Regions from separate parts of the Sus scrofa genome. Here region 1 is linked to region 2. Evidence: chromatin contacts called from public promoter capture Hi-C data. All regions are on one chromosome and are shown on one strand. Each heading gives the region's core, a stretch centred on a gene start, on an enhancer-like site or on the middle of the called end of the contact. The rest is flanking DNA. Distances are from core to core; before and after follow the strand shown.

What was found. Promoter capture Hi-C pulls out the DNA fragments that hold promoters and counts their contacts.
Region 1: a contact with region 2 is called in a promoter capture Hi-C map of liver, with 5 times the contacts expected there. The contact joins the promoter of CDK2AP1 here to the promoter of EIF2B1 in region 2. A contact is called at or near these places in 2 of 5 promoter capture datasets (fetal liver and liver) and 1 of 2 datasets of contacts at active chromatin or transcription factors (alveolar macrophages).

What each region holds. Positions count from the first base shown.
Region 1 is chr14:29,627,104-29,632,554 of Sscrofa11.1, reverse strand. It overlaps CDK2AP1 (cyclin dependent kinase 2 associated protein 1), which reads right to left and starts at 1,471. Exons shown (of 4, transcript NM_001190166.1): 1 at 1,162-1,471. The coding sequence starts at 1,216.
Region 2 is chr14:29,353,409-29,358,777 of Sscrofa11.1, reverse strand. EIF2B1 (translation initiation factor eIF-2B subunit alpha) reads right to left here and starts at 3,281. Exons shown (of 9, transcript XM_005670583.3): 1 at 3,118-3,281; 2 at 1,586-1,687. The coding sequence starts at 3,130. GTF2H3 (general transcription factor IIH subunit 3) reads left to right here and starts at 3,313. Exons shown (of 13, transcript XM_021072258.1): 1 at 3,313-3,421. The coding sequence starts at 3,409.

The DNA.
Region 1 (5,451 bases), core at 222-2,721, 280 kb before region 2:
GACAAGGCTCAAAACTTTCGGACAACTGCCAGCGTGGCATTTCGGACCAGAGACGCCAGTCTCCTCCCCGCCAATCACACCCCCCCACGCCCCCACGCGCCTAGCTTTTTGGAAGTTTGTTTCCCACCAAGAGTCCAAAGGAGAAGGGCTATAGTGAAGGGAAAGAGCAAATCACCCCCGAACCCCACAATTTTACCCTCCCCTCCCCCCGGTGCCTTTCGTCCTTGGGAGGAGACCCTGGACACAGCCTAAAGCTGCCTGACAACTTCTGGAGGAGTTTCCTGGGACCGTCCAGTTCCAGCCCCAAGGAAGGGAGAGGACGGCCCCTAGGCTTCTGCGGGAGGGGACCTTCCAAACCCAGAGTTGGGGGCTCAAGATGCGGGGCCCCGAAATGCGGGCCCCAGGCCGAAATGCCGCCCCCACCCTCCGCCTGCAGGCACTCCGAAACCCCGGGTCTTCAACTTCGCTCATTCTGCCGCACACGCCTGAGGGGACCTTGCCGCGAGCCCCATTTTGGGCACCCCGCTCCCACGCGCCAGGCCGAGCCGCCACCGATGATGTCCCCTGCACCGCCGGTGACCCCAGCGGCCCCGGGCCCTCAGGGCGGGCTGCACTTGGCACGCTCGCCACCCCGCAGCGCTGCCGCGCGTGGCCTAACCTTGCTCACGTGCACGCAGCAGTCTCGGCCCCCGCCCGGGCTTGACCCCCGCTCCCCAAGGGCGGCCCGCGCCCCGCTCCCGGAGCCCCGCTCCCCGCGCGGCCCGGCCGCTCCCGACTCCCGCCGGCAGGGGCCCTCGCCGAGCCGCCCAAAAGCCGGAGGAAAACGGAGCCGAGAAAGCCTCCCCCGCCCTCGCTCGCCGCGCTCCCCGCGAGCCCTCAGCCGCCGGCGTGGGGGGGACCGCGGCGGCAGCCAGCGCCCCGGGCCCCGGCCCGGCCCGAGGCCCGGCGCGGCACAGGGCGCACCAGCGAACTTTGGCGGCGTGGGCGCCAGAATCATGGCGGCGGCGGCGGCGGCCCCGCTGCCCCGGGCCGGGACCCGGTGCCTGCCACCCCCGGCCGCCGCGGGTCCCCGGGAGCCGGGGCCGGGGCCGGGCGCGCGGGCCCTCAACTTGGCCGCACTTGGGGCGCGGCGCACGCGGCCCGCAGGGCGCACTCACTTACCGGCGTTGAGGGAGGCGGCGGGCATGTGCGCGGTCAAGTTCGGTTTGTAAGACATCCCCCCGAGCGGCGGGGCGCGCCGGGGCGCAGCGGGGCCAGGCCCGCGAGGGCGACGGCGGCGGCGAGGCCGGACGGCGGCGAGGCGGCCCCGGCGTCCGTGCGCCCGTCCGTGCGCCCGCCGAGCTCCCGCGCACTTTTTGTTGTTGACGGCTCGGGCCGCACCGGCAAATATGGCCGTCCCTCACCCTGACACCCGCTGCAGTATATCACCCATACATCGGGCGGGCGCGCGGGCGCAGGGGCGGCCGCAAACTTTGAGCGGAGCCAGCGGGGCCGGCCCGGGCCGGGAGGGGGCGGCCCGGCGCGCCGCGGCCCGGCGTCAGGGGGCGGCTCCGCCCGCTGCCGCGCCCCGCGCCTCCGGGCGCGCTCGGCGCCCGCAACTTGGCAAAGTTTGGGGGGCTGGGGTCCCGGCGGCGCCCGAGGCCCGCGTGGGTCCCTTTCTTCTTCTACGCAGGCGGCGCCTGAAGATTTGTTCTTTTACCGATTAATTTTTTTAATAGCTAGGTAGGATTGCAGAATTACTTTTTTCCCCCTGGACTGTGGGGGCAGGGATGGAAAATTACCTGGAGAAAATGGTGGCGAGTGGTATTTTTAAGCGCGTAGATCTTTCCAGACGCCAAGGTCTGGCTACACCCCAGAGTAAGAACAACCAATTTTTGACATTGATTTCAAATAAATTTCACGTCCCTGTCGGTATTAAGTGGTTTTAACCCTTTAGGGGCCTAGACACCTTTGAGACTGTACAAAAGCCAGCAGCCTCCTCCCCTGGAAAATACACCCGAACATTCACACAATTTTGCATCTTAACACATTCAGATACTTAAGAAGCGCCTACTGTGTGCGGTGCACTGTTCCAGGTGCTAAAGATACAGAATAAACTTGACAAAGTTTCTTCTCTCCTGGAGAATTTTTTTGCAATTTTTGACTCTCCTCTACCCCCACCCCAGCCCACTTCTCAGATCTGACTGAAACACAATCACCAAATGTATTTTGCATTAGGTGATGAAGCTTTTGAAGGTATTATTTCTTGGAGTTCTGCTTGAATAGTAAATCTTGTCAAAATACAAGAGATGCCCACCCTTTTCTGCCCTTTGTAATCGCCATGCTTTGCCGAATTTTTTTGATTAGCCACAGACATTCAGATACATCCGGATCTACTGAGGAAGGCATCAACCTTTTTGCCTGAAAGCAAAGGGACACCATCCATGCCTTCCCTCCATCCCTTTAGGAATGAAGGTACAGGTGACACTCCCTTCTCAGCACCCCTTGTGATAAGCTTTAGGCTGGTTCAGCCAAGAATGTTCAGTGATTCTGCTGTTAGGCACCGGGGACTATATCCAATCGCTTGTGATAGAACATAATGGAAGATAATGTGAGAAGTGTGTGTAAGTATATATATATATGTGTGTATGTATGTATATATGTATGAATGACTGAGCTCTTTGCTGTACAGCAGACATTGACAAGAACATTGTAAATCAACTATAATAAAAAAAAATTTTTTAGGTGTTCCCATCATGGCTCAGCGGCAACAAACCCGACTAGTATCTATAAGGATGCAGGTTCGATCCCTGGCCTTGCTCAGTGGGTTAAGGATCTAGCATTGCCGTGAGCTGTAGTGTAGGTCACAGACTCGGCTCAGATCCTGAGCTGCTGTGGCTATGGCATAGGCTGGCAGCTATAGCTCTGATTCAACCCCTTAGCCTGAAAATTTCTATATGCTACGGGTACAGCCCGAAAAAGACAAAGACAAAAAAAAAAAAAAAAAAAACACGTTTTTTTTTAAGAATGCTCAGTGAAATTTTTTTCACGAATAAATTAATATCACCCTTTTGCTACCCTGCCTCTAGAGGACCAGTACTCTAGAGTAGCATTGTCTAAAAGAAAAGTATTGCAGGCCACGCAAATAATTTAAAAGTTTTAGTAGTCACATTTTAGAAAGTAAGAACTGGTGAAATTAATCTCAATTATAACATAGTTTATTTAACATAATATACCCCAAAATGGTATGATTTTGATACATAATGAATATAAAGCAATTATTAAGATACTTTACATTCTTTTTTATGATACTAAACTCTTCAAAACCCAAACTGTATTTTACCCTTACAGCTCATCCTTATTCAGACTGGCCACAGGTCAAGTGCTCAGTAGCCATGATAGCTAGCGATTTTCCTGTTGAACCAGTGAAGGGCTAGAAACTACAAGAATTGGACTCATAAGGTATTCATTCTGGCTCCATCACCTGCCAGCTGTTTGACAAAACCTCCATTTCCTTGCAGCAAGAATCCAGATCTCTGTGGCCTGCCTCAGTCCCTTCTACAGATGCTGTGGGCTCTTTTCTTTCTATGTTGTGTTTTTAACATGCTGCCCACCATCCCCCTCACTAATCGTTATTGAAAAATATTTTTCCTTTTGTTTTTAATTGAGATCTAGTTTACTTAGTATAAAATTTATCCTTTTAAGTGGTTAAGGATTCGAGATGTTGATACTGCTATGGTGGGAGTTCAATCTCTGGCCCAGGAACTTCTGCATGCCACTGGTGCAGCCAAATAAAATAAAATAAAATATACAGTTCAGGGAGTTCCTGTTGTGGTTCAGTGGTCAACGAATCCTACCAGAAACCATGAAGTTGCAGGTTCAATCCCCGGCCTTGCTCAGTGGGTTAAGGATCTGACATTGCCATGAGCTGTGGTGTAGGTTGCAGATGTGGCTTGGAACCCACGTTGCTGTGACTGTGGCATAGACCAGCAGCTACAGGTCCAATTAGACCTCTAGCCTGGGAACCTCCATATGCTGTAGGTGCGGCCCTAGAAAAGACCAAAAAAAAAAAAAAATATATATATATATATATATATATATATATGCACACACACACACACACACACACACACACACACACACACACACACACACACACACTTCAACAGTTCAGTGAGTTTTGTGATCATCACCACCACTATCTAATTCTAGAACATTTTTGTCATCTGAAAAGGAAAATCTATACCTAACAGCAGTCACTCCCCATCCCCCACTACCCATAGCTTTAGGCAGCTGCTAGTCTACCTTCCATGCCTATGGATGTACCTATTCTGGACATTTCCTATGAATTAAATCATACAATATGTGTACAGCCTTTTTCACTTAGCATAGTGCTTTCAAGGTCCATTTATATTGCAACATGTATCAAGACTTTGTTCCTTTTCATGGCTGAGTATTTCCACTGTATGGATAGACCACATTTTGCTTATCCATTCATCAGCTTATGGATATTTGGTTTGTTTTCACTTTTTACTATTATGAATAGAGCTGCTATGAACATTTGTGTACAAATTTTTGTGAATATGTTTTCAATTCTTTGGGGTATATACCCAGGAGTGGAATTGTTGGGTTACATAGTAACTCTATGTTTGACTTTTTGAGGAATTGCCACTCTATTTTGCATAGTGACTGTACCATTTTACATTTCTACCAGCAATGTGTAAGGTTTTCAGTTTCTCCATATCCTCACCAACACTTTTGTTATCTGGCTTTTTTTTTTTTTTTTGTCTTTTGTCTTTTTGTTGTTGTTGTTGTTGTTGTTGCTATTTCTTGGGCCGCTCCCGCGGCATATGGAGGTTCCCAGGCTAGGGGTCAAATCGGAGCTGTAGCCACCGGCCTACGCCACAGCCACAGCAACGCGGGATCCAAGCCCGGTCTGCAACCTACACCACAGCTCACGGCAACGCCGGATCGTTAACCCACTGAGCAAGGGCAGGGACCAAACCCGCAACCTCATGGTTCCTAGTCGGATTCGTTAACCACTGCGCCACGACGGGAACTCCTATCTGGCTTTTTTATTTTAGGCATCCTAGTGAGTGTGAACTGGAATCTCATGGTTTTGATTTGCATTTCTTTAATGGATGATGATATTGAGCTTCTTTTCATGTGCTTACTGGCCATTTGTTATCTTCTTTGGAGAAACATCTATTCTAATCCTTTACCATTTTTAAACTTGAGTTAACTTTATGTTAAGTTTTAAGATTTTTTTTACTTTGGATACTAGTCTCGTCTCAGACTTAGAGTTTGCAAATATTTCTCCCATTCTTTTCTCCCACCCTGGGCCTTAGATTCATCTGTAAGATTAGGGAGGTTTTGGTTTTCTGGTTTGTTTTTTATTTTTTTGCTTTTTAGGGCCACACTTGTGGCATATGCATGTTCCCAGGCTAGGGGTCTAATCAGAGCTACAGCTGC
Region 2 (5,369 bases), core at 2,032-4,531:
ACAGGGGCCCTGCTCTGAGGAAACGCCTCTCCCCCCCATTTTATTTTATTTTATTTTATTTTGTCTTTTTGCCATTTCTTGGGCCACTCCTGCGGCATATGGAGGTTCCCGGACTAGGGGTGGAATCGGAGCTGCAGCTGCCAGCCTACGCCAGAGCCATAGCAACGCAGGATCCGAGCCGCATCTGCAACCTACACCACAGCTCACGGCAACACCGGAACCTTGACCCACTGAGCAAGGGCAGGGATCGAACCCGAAACCTCATGGTTCCTAGTCGGATTTGTTAACCACTGCACCACGACGGGAACTCCTCCCCCCCATTTTAATGGCTACACCAGCAGCATATAGAAGCTCCTGGGCCAGGGATTGAATTCAAGCTGCAGCTATGACCTATGCTGCAGCTATGGCAACACCAGATGCTTTAACCCACTGCATTGGGCCAAGGATGGAACCCACACCTCTGCAGTGACCCCAGTGGTTGCAGCTGGGTTCTTAACCCATTGTGCCAGAGGGAACTTAGGAATTCCCTTTCTAGTGGGAGAGGTGGAAAGTAAATAAGCATTCAGTGAAAGGAACAAGTTAATTACGATTGAAAGGAGCAGAAATGATGGGAAAAAAAGGCAGAATCATGAAAAAAGTGGAGCTACTTTAGACAGAGTAAACAGGGATGGCCTCTTGGAGTGGGCCATTTAAACAGAGACCTGGGTAAGAAAGGGTCCAGCCACATAGAGATCCAGTGGGAAAAGTCTCAGATGCAAACTATAACAAATTGAAGGCCCAGAGATGGGAACAAACGTAGTATGAGAAACAAAGAGGCCAGAGGGAAGCATAATTCAGTAAGGGACAGTATGGAAGGAAATTAAATAGCAGCATCAGGAGAGGCCTGCGAGGTGGTGCAGGTAAGGCTTAGGTGTTTAGATGTCATAGATACTGGATGCTGTCTTAGAGATATGCATCTCTAGGCCAGCCCTTAATTTTTTTTTTATTTGTTTTTGGGTTTCTCTGGCTGCTGCTCTCGGCATATGGAAGTTCCTGGGCCAGGGATCACATCTGTGCCCCAGCAGTGACCCCAGCCACTTTGGTGACAATACCAGATCCTTAATCTGCTAGGCTACCACAGCACTCCTGGGCCAGCCCTTTACATTAAAGAAGGCTCTACTATTATTATTATTTTGCTTATACCCAGATACTCACATTTAGGATGCGTGAATTAGTAGTAATCACAATGATGACATGAAAACCAGAATTTATACTGGAACATTCTCTATAGCAACTGCACAGAATGTGTCACAAGACAGAAGCTCAATAAACACTAGTAAAGTTGAACTACTGCTATAATTTAAGCTTCATAGTAACTTGGTATAAAATGGTCATTCTTGATTCAGAACAAATTTCATTTGTGAAATGCCCCCCATTTGATGATAGTTAGAGAGCTCTCTTCATGTTAAGAGGACTGAAATGAAGGGAGAAGCTGAGCATATGGCACCTTATGCAGGCATCTTATATACATCTCTCGCTTTACACTTCTAATGGTGATGAGCAGACTTTCCTCACACCCAGAGTGATTGAGGATGACACTCTTTACCTTTATCTCTCTTCAAGTACTCCAGCAAAGTCCGGATGGCAGCTACTGCTGAGGCCATATCAGGATCTTCTTTCATTTGAGACTTAAAGTATTCAATTAACTCTGCGAAGGGATAAAACAGTGGCTTATCAAGGTGATTTATTGGGATGGACGACAAGAGTTTATCAATGACTGCTGAGCTTAAAAAACAAGCTAATTTAAAAATTATTTTCTGGAGTTCCTGTTGTGGCCCAGTGGGTTAAGGATCTGACGTTGTCTCTGTGAAAATGTGGGTTTGATCCCAGGCCTCCCTCAGTGGGTTACAGACCTGGTGTTGCTGCAAGCTTTGGCTGTAAAAAGAAAAAAAATATAAATGTATATATTTTCTTTGCAGGGTGTTTGGCTTCAGGGGCACATCAATTTTGATAGGACTAGAGATGACATCACTTTACTATTGGCAAGCTTTCTCAGTCATTTTGAAAAAGCTATCCATGTACAATGGCATAAAATTTAAGCTCCACCAAATGATAGTGAAAGGTCATTCTCCCCCTTAATCTTTCTTTTTTTTTGGATGTGCCAGCAGCATGTGGAAATTCCTAGTCCAGGGATCCAACCCCGGCCACAGCAGTGACCGGAGCTGCTGTAGCAACACCAGTTCCTAAACCCACTGCACTTCAAGGGAATTCCCTTTTTCTACTTTTTTTTTTTTTTTTTTTTTTTGTCTTTTCTAGGGCCGCACCTTCCGCATATGGAGGTTCCCAGGTTATGGGTCTAATCCGAGCTGTAGCTGCCGGCCTATGTCACAGCCACAGCAACGCGGGATCGGAGCCTCCTCTGCGACCTACACCACAGCTCACCGGCAACGCAGGATGCTTAACCCACTAAGCGAGGCCAGGGATCGAACCCGCAACCTCATGGTTCCCAGTTGGATTCGTTAACCACTGAGCCACGACGGGAACTCCTCTCCCTTATTCTTGATCCCAAGTGCAAAAAGAATCCCAGAACCAACCACCTTACCGATTTCTTCTGCACCCCTCCAGATAGTGTATGCCAAGTAAAGCCTATTCGCTTACATACATATGTATGTGCATGTGTATGCAAAGGTCCACCTTTCTCTAATTTTTTCACATGAAAGGTACTATATATTAGTTATTTTTATTCACTTAATAAAACACTTTCATAACCACACTAGATGAACACAGAAACGCCTTTTGATTCTAGTACCAGATCCAACAGGGCAGGGAGTCTAACTCATACTTCACATATGAGGAAATCAAGACTTCGAAGACCTGCACACTTCGTCCGAAGTCTCACTTTTTCGGAAGAGGGCACTGGAAGCCTGGGAGAGGGGGTGTCCAGGGATGCCCCCAGGACCTATTCCCTGGATACAGGAGCAGCGAGAGGGTTCTAGTTGTGACCAGAAGAACTACATCCAGCCAAAGAGCCAGAGCTCGAAAAGTGACCACTCTCGGAACTCAGTCTGGGTGTGCGAGGTGAAGGGATCCCTGCGCGTCTCCGCTTTGGCCCAGCAGGCCCGTCGCGTTCCGATTTACCCTTGTCATCCATGGTGCCCTCCGGACCGCGGAGCGCAAAGGACCGAGAACCACACGCGATGTCTTGCTGTGTCGTGCGACCGCGCGGACCCCAAGTCACAGAAACTGACAGTGCGCGGTGCAGCGCCGCACTCCACTTCCGGCGCCATGAGGGCGGGGCCGTGGATAAGGGCTTGCTGCCTGAGCCAAGACTCTTTTTACGTCACTCGGTGGCGCCGGAAGTTGGGGCAAGCGGAATCTGGGAGGTTCGCCTGGCAGCAGCTGCCGATACGCTGAGGGACACTGGCCGCCATGGTCTCAGACGGTGAGGGCTGCGCTGGCGGGACCCGGACCCCTGGGCTGGGCAGAGTTTGCCCGGCCAGCATCAACCAAATGGAGTTTATCTTAGGGGCTGGGTGGAACCTGTTTGATCTTTAGAGAAGTAGCGAATGCATTCATTCATTTAGTAAATATTTTTGGAGCGCCTCTTGTATTCCAGGCGTTTCTTTATGCTCTGGGGTCGTAGCAGTTGTCCATGCATCCTTCAAGTGTTTTAATCAGTATAACAATCTTGTGAGGGAGGCCGACCTGGTGTGGTCTCTGTCTACAAATAAGGAGGTGGAGACCCAAAGAAAGAAATTCACAGGGACATTCCATGTGTATAGCTACACATCTCTCCTGACAGGTAACAATTTCTTTTTTTTCCAGGCTTGATAGTAGCAAGGAACGTATGGCCCTGAGAATTGTGGGATGGGGCTTGATGGGAACTAAGGCCAAAGATTTATGGTCAGAGGAATGAGGGCCTGTGAGAGTTATTAAGTGCTGCTTTGTGCTAGGCACTTTGTTGTGTGATTTACACATTCCTCGTTAAGGAGTCCAGGGTTTGGAGGGCAGAGTTGGGAAGAGAGATCAGAAACACAGCTAACTGTAAAATGAGCTAGTGAGTACTGTCATTAGAAGAGGGGAATGCTGTGGGCGGTCAGAAGTAGGCAGGGGGGCATTGAAAAGCCACGGTCTTTAAGAGTCCAGCGGATGTGTCTTCAGAGCTGGGTATTGGCTCTGCTCCTTGCTGGAAGGCCGTGTGATTTAGATCAAGTTACTTTCTTTTGCAAAATAGAAGTTTCATTGAGTCTAAGAAGATATTGATTATGAAATGTGCTTTTATTTTATTTTATATACCACTAAGAGAGAAAATAGAATGTGGTCAGTCATGATAGTAAGATACCATGCTGATTTCAGCAACTGTCAAATGTTAAAAAAAAAAAAAGGTTGTATATCTTATAATTGATGGAAGATAGCAATAAGTCCCTCGTTGTATTGTTGTCAGCATGAGATGGAGTGATAGGATTACATGTGCTGGAACCTCATTAGAGGGGCTGGCATTTCCATTCTCTGGAGATGGGGGAGCCAGGAACTGTTGGAATATCTGGGGAGGGCTTCTGGAGAAAGAGATAGCATTGATTTGGGGCCTTGGGGAATAAAGATGATTTGAATATGTAAGCAGAAAAGATGAGGTGAGATTATCCTAATCAGGAGATGAAACTGGAGGAAGGACGGTATGAGGACAGGGAAGGCATTTTTGCTTTTTGCTGTTAAGTGAGCATCCTGGGTTTTTAATTACCATTGTGTGCTGGCAGGGTTCATGTCTGTCACCTCAGTTATAACGTAGGCTCCTTGGTAGTGGGACCCAGTATCCCCAACACTTGACACTGGTACTTAGTGTAAATATTTAACTGAATTAATGAGTTAAATTAGCCTCATTAGCTATGTCTGTCACTTTGGAGTGTAGCCTAATTCCTTTCACAGTGGAATTCTTACATAGCAGTTGCTTTTCCCTCTGGTTTTCACCTTTTAGAGATAGGTACATTATTATAATTGGCTTTGCTGCTAGGTGATTTGAAGGAGTTGAAGCTATATTGATTCTCTGCCTTGAAACCTCCCACCCTTTCCTGCCCCATACCTGCAATTCTATTACTAGAGATCTTACTACTGATTAATCATTGCCTCTGTCCTGCATTTTATCTTCGGGTTTATATAATGGGCATTTATTAAGCATCCACCACTGGCCAGGCAGTGTGCTGGGATCAGAGGATAAGCAGTGACAAAACAGACAAAAAATCCCCATCACAGAGCTTACATTCTAGTGCCTGAAAGGTGTAGATGTACGGAAGGCAAGCAAGAGCTTGCTAAGGGACCACAGAGCTTTAACTTTTTTTCCTTTTGACTGTACTTGCAGCATGGGGAAGTTCCTGGGATGGGAATAAAAGCTGCGC